2 separate regions of the Canis lupus genome follow, and region 1 is linked to region 2. Evidence: chromatin contacts called from public Hi-C data. All regions are on one chromosome and are shown on one strand. The core of a region is the stretch at or near the end of the contact, and the rest is flanking DNA. Distances in the headings are between cores, read along the strand shown. Region 1 holds the start of RGL1 (ral guanine nucleotide dissociation stimulator-like 1). Region 2 holds the start of LAMC1 (laminin subunit gamma-1).

Region 1 (3,485 bases), core at 889-3,388, 580 kb after region 2:
GCAGATCCATTTTATGGATCCAGCCGTACCAGTTGAGAGTCAGCACCCATCAACCTAAAGTTAGTTCACAAAACGTCATTTATCCATTACAAAGAATGTTTTCAGACAGAATAATGTTCATTGCTTATGTTTGGAAAAAAAAGAACAAAACAAAACCAAAACACCCCAAAACAAAAACCCCCTATGGCTGGTGGTAAGCTGTTATTTCCAAGGCTTAACAAACTTCTAGAAAAGCTTCCTTTGGCAGACTGGCTCATTTTTAAGACCTTAAAGCACTTACGTATTTAAATAATGCAACAGAGCAACAGCTGACTGTGAGAGTTGTGGAAATCAAAGAAACATCTGTATGTTGGTAAATGTTTAATGCTGTATTTTAGGTGCCTTTAAGACTAGATATAGTCACAACCAATATTTTCACTCCTATTTCCCCATTATACTTTAATAGAACATTGATGAGGAGAGGTTTAAAAAGTCTTCCCTATCTTATGAATACATTCAAGAATAATTAGAAGTGAGTGAATTCAGTAATTGAGAATCTCTAGAACTACAGCTTTAGCTGTTGCAACATTTACATTTTTCTAAAAGAGATGTGGTGCCAAATACTCGCTCAACACTGATGAATATTCAAATATGCAAAAAAAAAAAAAAAAAAAAAACAACACCAAAAACCCCAGGAACTGACAGCCGCATTTTAACTGAAATGGAAATGGATTTCAGGATTGCAAAAAATAAAAAATAAAAAAAATAAAAAATGATGCTGCTTTGCGCAAAATGACTCATCGTCTATTTTGCTCATCATCTACTTTATTCACTGGGGCTTATCTTAAATATTTCCAGGGATTCTCCACCTGCCATCCCTGTGCATTGTCCCCTTGCTTCGCAGGTAGAAGCCTCCAAGCTTCCTTGTCGGGAGCTGGCCGTTTCGTACTCACTCCGTTTCCCCGGGGCTAACACATTCGTATCTGCAACAAATTCCTTTCTCTGTAAATAACTATAATTATTAAAAGGGCCCAGGGGCTAAAAAGGCCAGGGGGCCTCGACCGTGCACACCGCCCCATGCCTCCCCGCGAGGAATGAACTCTCCTAACGCGGCCGAAGAGCGAACCGCCAGCACCACGACGCAGGCAGCCCGCTCCCCGCAATCGCACACCTCCGGAGGGGCGGGGGGACCTCCGTGACCTCGGGCCCGGGCCCCTGCCCCTCCCCCCGGGGCCGGCGGACAGCAGCCGAGGCCTCCCCTCCGAGCCCCGAGGGCGCGGCCGCCCCGCCGCTTCCCGGGGCAGCGACTCGGGCCGCCACCTGAGGAGTCGGGGCGGGGGCGGGCTCCGGGGTGACCCGGGGTGACCCGGGGTGACTCGGCTAGACGCGGGAGCGCCCCCGGCCGCCCGTCCGGCGGACCCCGCAGGGCCAGAGCCGCCGCCCCTGCCCCGGGAGCGGCCCGGCGGGCGGGGTCCCCGGGCGGGGTCGCGGGGTCCCGGGGCGGGGCGGGGCGGGAGCGCGGGGAGGCCGGCAAACGCCAAGGATATTGCCGCAGGCAGGAGTCCACCTCGCCTTCGTCGGGCCCGGCCTGCCCGTCGCCCCCGTCCTCCTCGTCCACGAACTTGTTCTCGTCGTACTCATCCACGTCCACCTTCCGGAACCGGGCCGACGACACCGTGTTCTTCGACATCGCGAGCCGGACCGGCGGCCTAAGCCTCCTCTCGGTGCTGCCTCGCCCTCGGGAAGCGCAGCCCACCAGGAACCCGCAGCCCGGGCGCCTTCACTTCCCTCTTCCGCTCTGGGGCGTCGCCGGCAGCCGCGGCTCGGACGCTTCTGGGCCTGCGCGCTGGCGGCGCTCCTTCCTCCTCGGCGACATGCTCTCCGCCCGCCGCCCACGCCGCCCCCGCTCCTCCCGGGCGCGCGCGCGAGGGACGGCGCGCCGGGCGCAGTGCGCAGGCGCGGGCTCGCGGCAGGAAGGGGGCGGGGCGGGGCGAGGGAGGCGGGGGCGGGCGGGGGCGGGGCCGGGGGCGGGCCGAAAGCGGCGCCGCGGGCAGAGGTGAGAGGCGATTGGCCGTCCGCGGGCGTCACGTGATCCCCAGGGGGTTTCCATAGCAACGCTTCTCTGCGGTCCCGCGGAAGGGGGGCGGCGGGGGTCTTAGGCTGGCGGCTATGGGCTCTGGGGGCGGGTGGCTCCTGCTGCCGCCGCCGCCGCCGCCGCCGCCGCCAGCGACCTGTCGCCGGGGTCCTGCGTGAGGTCCGGCTGGCCCGGACTTGCCTGTGGGGTGGGATGGACTGGTGGCCGGACCGAGTCCCCTGCAGTTGGCAGGAGTATGGGGCGGAGTGATGCGCGCCCGGGCGCCCAGCGTCGGTCTAGTTGTCAGAGGCATCACTTGGGACCGTGCGCTGCCCGTGGCTGCGTTCCTGAGCCGGGAGCCCCTTTCCCGGGGCTGGAGCTACGCCGCGCGGCCAGCGGGAAGTCCCCAAGGACGGAGTCGAAAGGTCGTCTCTTATCTGGCTGTGCTGTGTGACAGCATCCCGACGGCACCTGCAGAGCCTGAACTAGGTATCATCTCCTTGGGGAGGGAGACGGAGGTTCTGGGCAAGGGCTCGCGTGGCAGACCTGGGGCGGACCTGTGGAATTTGGGGTAGGGTCAGTCACCGGCATCTTAAAAATAAGTGGTGGTTTGGAGCAAGCACGGAAGAAAAGGATAGGGGCGAGCTATGCCCTCCGGTGCTGTGGGGAAACAAAACGTGTGAGGATTAGTAGGTTTGAGATGAAGATTTATATTTGTGATTTGAGATTTATATGATCCTGCTAGGCCAGCTTTTTATTACATTGGACATCCTCGTTTCTGAGAGCAAAGCCCTTACTGAGGAGGCAAAGGCACTAACACTAAAGAAATGGTAGTTGTGCTGTGTGTGTAACACCGAAGCACAAATATTTGCAGAATAAAATTATTTTGGACATTTAGCTGGACGCTGCTCAGATAGCTTTATGTTTTCCTGACATCCTCTCAGGTCTCGTTCAATTCCACCTCTAGCAGAAAGCCAGCTGTTGCCCTGTTGATACCCCAATCCTTGGTTTCCTGTGCTGTATTGAAACGAGCCCTGGACTTAGAATCAAAAACCCTGGCTGAAGTATTGACTTCCACTCATAATCTATTTGATTGAGGCATGCCACTTAAAATCCTCAATTTCAGGTTCCTCGTTGCTAAAGTGGAGCTAATAATAACGTACTTCGCGAGATTGTTCTGAGGACTAAGTACGGGAAAGTGTTCTGAAGCTCTAAAATTCTACATAGATGCAAAATGCATGTTACTTGTACCATTGATTTTGGCGTTAGTCTTACGAATTACTTAATGACATATCATGTTTTATCTTGCTCCTGGAAGAGATCAAAAGATTCTGGAGGGCAAAGACTTGCCTTTTATTTATTTTGTATCTTGCTTTACATCTGATGTAATGCTAAGCATGCAGGCAGTGCTCAATACATTCTGGTACTCAAT
Region 2 (3,547 bases), core at 727-3,226:
TTCTCAAGTACAATAAGACACTGAGAGATTATCATCCTAAGTATAAATGAATATTTTGCTTCAACTCAAATATGGAAGGATTAAACTACTGTTACCCACAGTCCCACAGCTTTCTTCTTCCAAAGTGGAGATGCCAAAGGATGAGGAGTTAAGAGACTTTTCGGCAGGCATCATCTTCACCCATCCCATTAAATAAATGAACAATGTAAGGGATCCATGTGCCTGCTAAGCAAGCTCAGCATTTTGGCAAGACCACGCCCCCAACAACCAGACCATTATCTTTGTCCTCCAGGAGGTAACACTGACCCCAACCATAGTAACCTAACATTTACTTACTTATTTCAGATCCCCACTATCCCTCTCTTAACGGAACTACAGGATGTAAAACCAGGTATGGGTTTTTGTTTGTTTCTTTTTGTCGGTTTGGATTGAGGGGGGGCATATATTTACTACTCTCGCTTAAGATCTGGAAAATTAAAAAAAAAAGGAATTGTGTCTCACGAGCATCCACTTTGCCCGGGGACTCCAAACGTGTAAAAACCACCCACCCCGGGGCGGCCCCCTTTCACAGCACCCTCCTTTCCCTGTCCTTACTTGTCGTATCAGCACTGGGGTAAGTGCCCGGGGTTCTGATCTGGGACTAAAACTCATGATCTTCTGGCTCAGGTTCTGTGAACTGAGTCATCCTGGCACGGAGAATATTCCGTGACTCAGCAGGCCCGAAGAGGAGGATGTCAGATCCAGATAATTTCGAGTCTTTTAAAGGCAAGATGGGAACATAAACAACACAGTGGAAGAATTTCGCAGTGGGTCTGCCTACCCAGGGGAAAAAATGTCATTCCATTCCCAGCGCTTCCACTTCCTTCTCTGCCCCTGTTAAACGACGGGTTACACTTTAATTTGGAGGCAGGAAATTGCTTCAGAAAAGTCATTCTAATGCTGAGACCAAGGCCCTTAATTCTCGGGGGGGGGGGGATAGGGACCGTGTCAGTCCCTGGGGACACCCCGGGACCTCTCCCTCTCCTGGGAGAAGGTTAGAGCCCAGCCCCGCGCAGCAGCAGCAGCGGGAGCAGGCGCTGCAGCAGGAGCAGGAGGAGCAGCAGCAGGAGGAGCAGCAGCAGGAGCAGCAGGAGGGCGCATTCCCGGGGCGGGGGGGGGCGGGGGCGCCGGGGCCGGGAGCCTTCGGGCAGCGCCCACCGTCAGGTCCCTCGAGCCCCGGCCCCAGGGCGCCGCCCGCCGCACGCAACCACCGACACCTGGCGGGGCCAAAGGCCGGTTCCCAGGGAGCTCGCCGACCCCGCGTCGCCCTCTAGGGCTCCCTCCACGCCCCGCGCCCCCTGCTCCGGGCTCTCCCGGGGCCGCGCGGCCGGGGCACCCCGGGCCGGCTCCCGCAGGGCGCGGGCTCCCCCGAGCCTCCCCTTCCCTCCCGGCATGCACCGCCCCGCCGCCCCGCCGCCCCTCCCCTGCCCGCTCCCCGCGCCCCCGAGGCCCCTCCCCCGCCGCCCGCGCGCCGCGGGCCCGAGCGCGAGATGCCGCCGCCCCCGCCCCCGCCCCCGCCGCTCCCGCCGCCGCGAGTCGCCGGCTCGGCCGCGCAGTCCACGGCGCGAGGAGGGCGGGGGAGCCGCTCCGGGGCCGCGGGAGCCGCTGAGCCGAGGCCGGGGCCGGGGCCGGGCTGTCTCCGCCGCCAGACCCCACCCCCCCGCTCCTTCCTCCCGGGGGCGCGCTCTCGGGGCCGCGCTCGGAAGTCGGGGGTCGGCGCCCAGGGCGGGCTGCGTCGCGGGTGGGAGCCGGGCGGCGGTGGGAGCCGGGCGGCGCGCGCGGGCCGGTGTGTGCAGTCCGACCCCGGGCCCCGCGCTCGGCCGCCGCCAGCGCAGCGGCCTCCCCGGGACCCCGCGGGGCGACCGGAACGCGCCCGCGCCCGCGCCCGCGCCCTCGCCCTCGCCTTCGCCTTCGCCGCGGCCCAGCGCGCGGGCGGGATGACGGGCGGCGAGCGGGCCGCGCGGGCGCTGCGGCCCCGGGGCCGGCTCTGGCCGCTGCTGGCGGTGCTGGCGGCCGCGGCGGCCGGCTGCGCCCGGGCGGCCATGGACGAGTGCGCGGACGAGGGCGGGCGGCCGCAGCGCTGCATGCCCGAGTTCGTCAACGCCGCCTTCAACGTGACCGTGGTGGCCACCAACACGTGCGGGGCTCCGCCCGAGGAGTACTGTGTGCAGACCGGGGTGACCGGGGTCACCAAGTCCTGTCACCTGTGCGACGCCGGGCAGCCCCACCTGCAGCACGGGGCGGCCTTCCTGACCGACTACAACAACCAGGCCGACACCACCTGGTGGCAGAGCCAGACCATGCTGGCCGGGGTGCAGTACCCCAACTCCATCAACCTCACGCTGCACCTGGGTAAGCGGGGACGCTCCTGCCCCTGCCCCTGCCCTGGCCGCCTCCACCTGCCGGCCGGCCTGGGGGCCCGCACAGCCGCGCGCTGGCGCCCTGCTCCCCGGCCCCCGGCCCCCCGGCCCCCCGGCTCCCCGGCGGGGGCCGCACGGATCGCCCCTTCTGCAGCGTCCGAGCTAATCGACCACCTGCCATCCCGCTAGGGCCGGGATGCCTCCCCGCGCTAGCACCTCGGGCTCTGCTTTTCTGTCCTTTATAACGTAACCGGATTCTCGCTCCCTGGAGGACTCGCCATTTGGGCTGTTTCTGTCCCCCACCCCCTTTTTTTTTGTCCCCCCGAAAGCGTTCATCAGAAACCCCTATGCTCGCTTCTTCTGCCTCCTTGCAGGGCCAATCACGGAGCATTCTTGAATCAGAGATAGGAAAGTCCACCTTAAATACTATTACCTTGTTTAAATGCCTCTCCAGGATTGAGCGTGATTGCCGTTTGCTCTATTGAATAAGGTAGAGAGCAGAGGGGTCTCTAGTGAAGGGGATTGGAGGGAAGCATGCTTTTTTTTTTTTTTTTTAACTACAGGTATGGCCTGTGTGTAATTAAAATAGAAATTCACTTTTAAAGTTACTGTGCTTCAGAGTTGTTCAGCCTTAACTAAGGGCCACAAAGCTATTACGCTGCTACTCCTGGTACAGAGAGAACAAGAAAGCGGGCACTCACCGTAATTTCTGGCCACAGTTTGGTCCCTGGGTAAAAAGGCTCTCCTTACCGTCTTTCCTCTTACTTGGATTCAGAACAAGTGTACAGACATGTATGAATGACCTTTTAGAAATCAGGAAAAGGATGTATAGAAAACTTTGTTGCTGGGTGGTGGATGAGGATGGACATGTTTATCCTAAGCTATCAAAACTCACATTTGATCAAAGTTTTTCTTCATCATTGAAATATATAAACAAGCAGAATAATTCATTATTGTGTTTAACAGAGTAAGGTTTGCGTGAGAAACTGGCATCTGATTTGTCCCCATTGCACTGAAAGAATGGATTTTACTGGTAGCTGGTAACGAACTTCCAGAGAGAACGTAGGGCCCAAACCATTCTTCAGTCAAAGGATAATTCTGTAAGGCTAATATTATTTGAGTGTCTTTGAAAGGAATGTTTTATAGGC

The links. Hi-C and Micro-C count contacts between places; a contact is called where the count stands out from the background.
Region 1: a contact with region 2 is called in a Hi-C map of blood, with 2.5 times the contacts expected there. The contact joins the promoter of RGL1 here to the promoter of LAMC1 in region 2. A contact is called at or near these places in 2 of 9 Hi-C or Micro-C datasets (amygdala and blood).

Annotation. Positions count from the first base shown.
Region 1 is chr7:16,864,797-16,868,281 of UU_Cfam_GSD_1.0, forward strand. It overlaps RGL1 (ral guanine nucleotide dissociation stimulator-like 1), which reads left to right and starts at 2,139. Exons shown (of 18, transcript XM_038542279.1): 1 at 2,139-2,542. It overlaps ARPC5 (actin-related protein 2/3 complex subunit 5), which reads right to left and starts at 1,846. Exons shown (of 4, transcript XM_038542275.1): 1 at 1,527-1,846. The coding sequence starts at 1,669.
Region 2 is chr7:16,284,797-16,288,343 of UU_Cfam_GSD_1.0, forward strand. LAMC1 (laminin subunit gamma-1) reads left to right here and starts at 1,977. Exons shown (of 28, transcript XM_038542252.1): 1 at 1,977-2,391. The coding sequence starts at 1,977.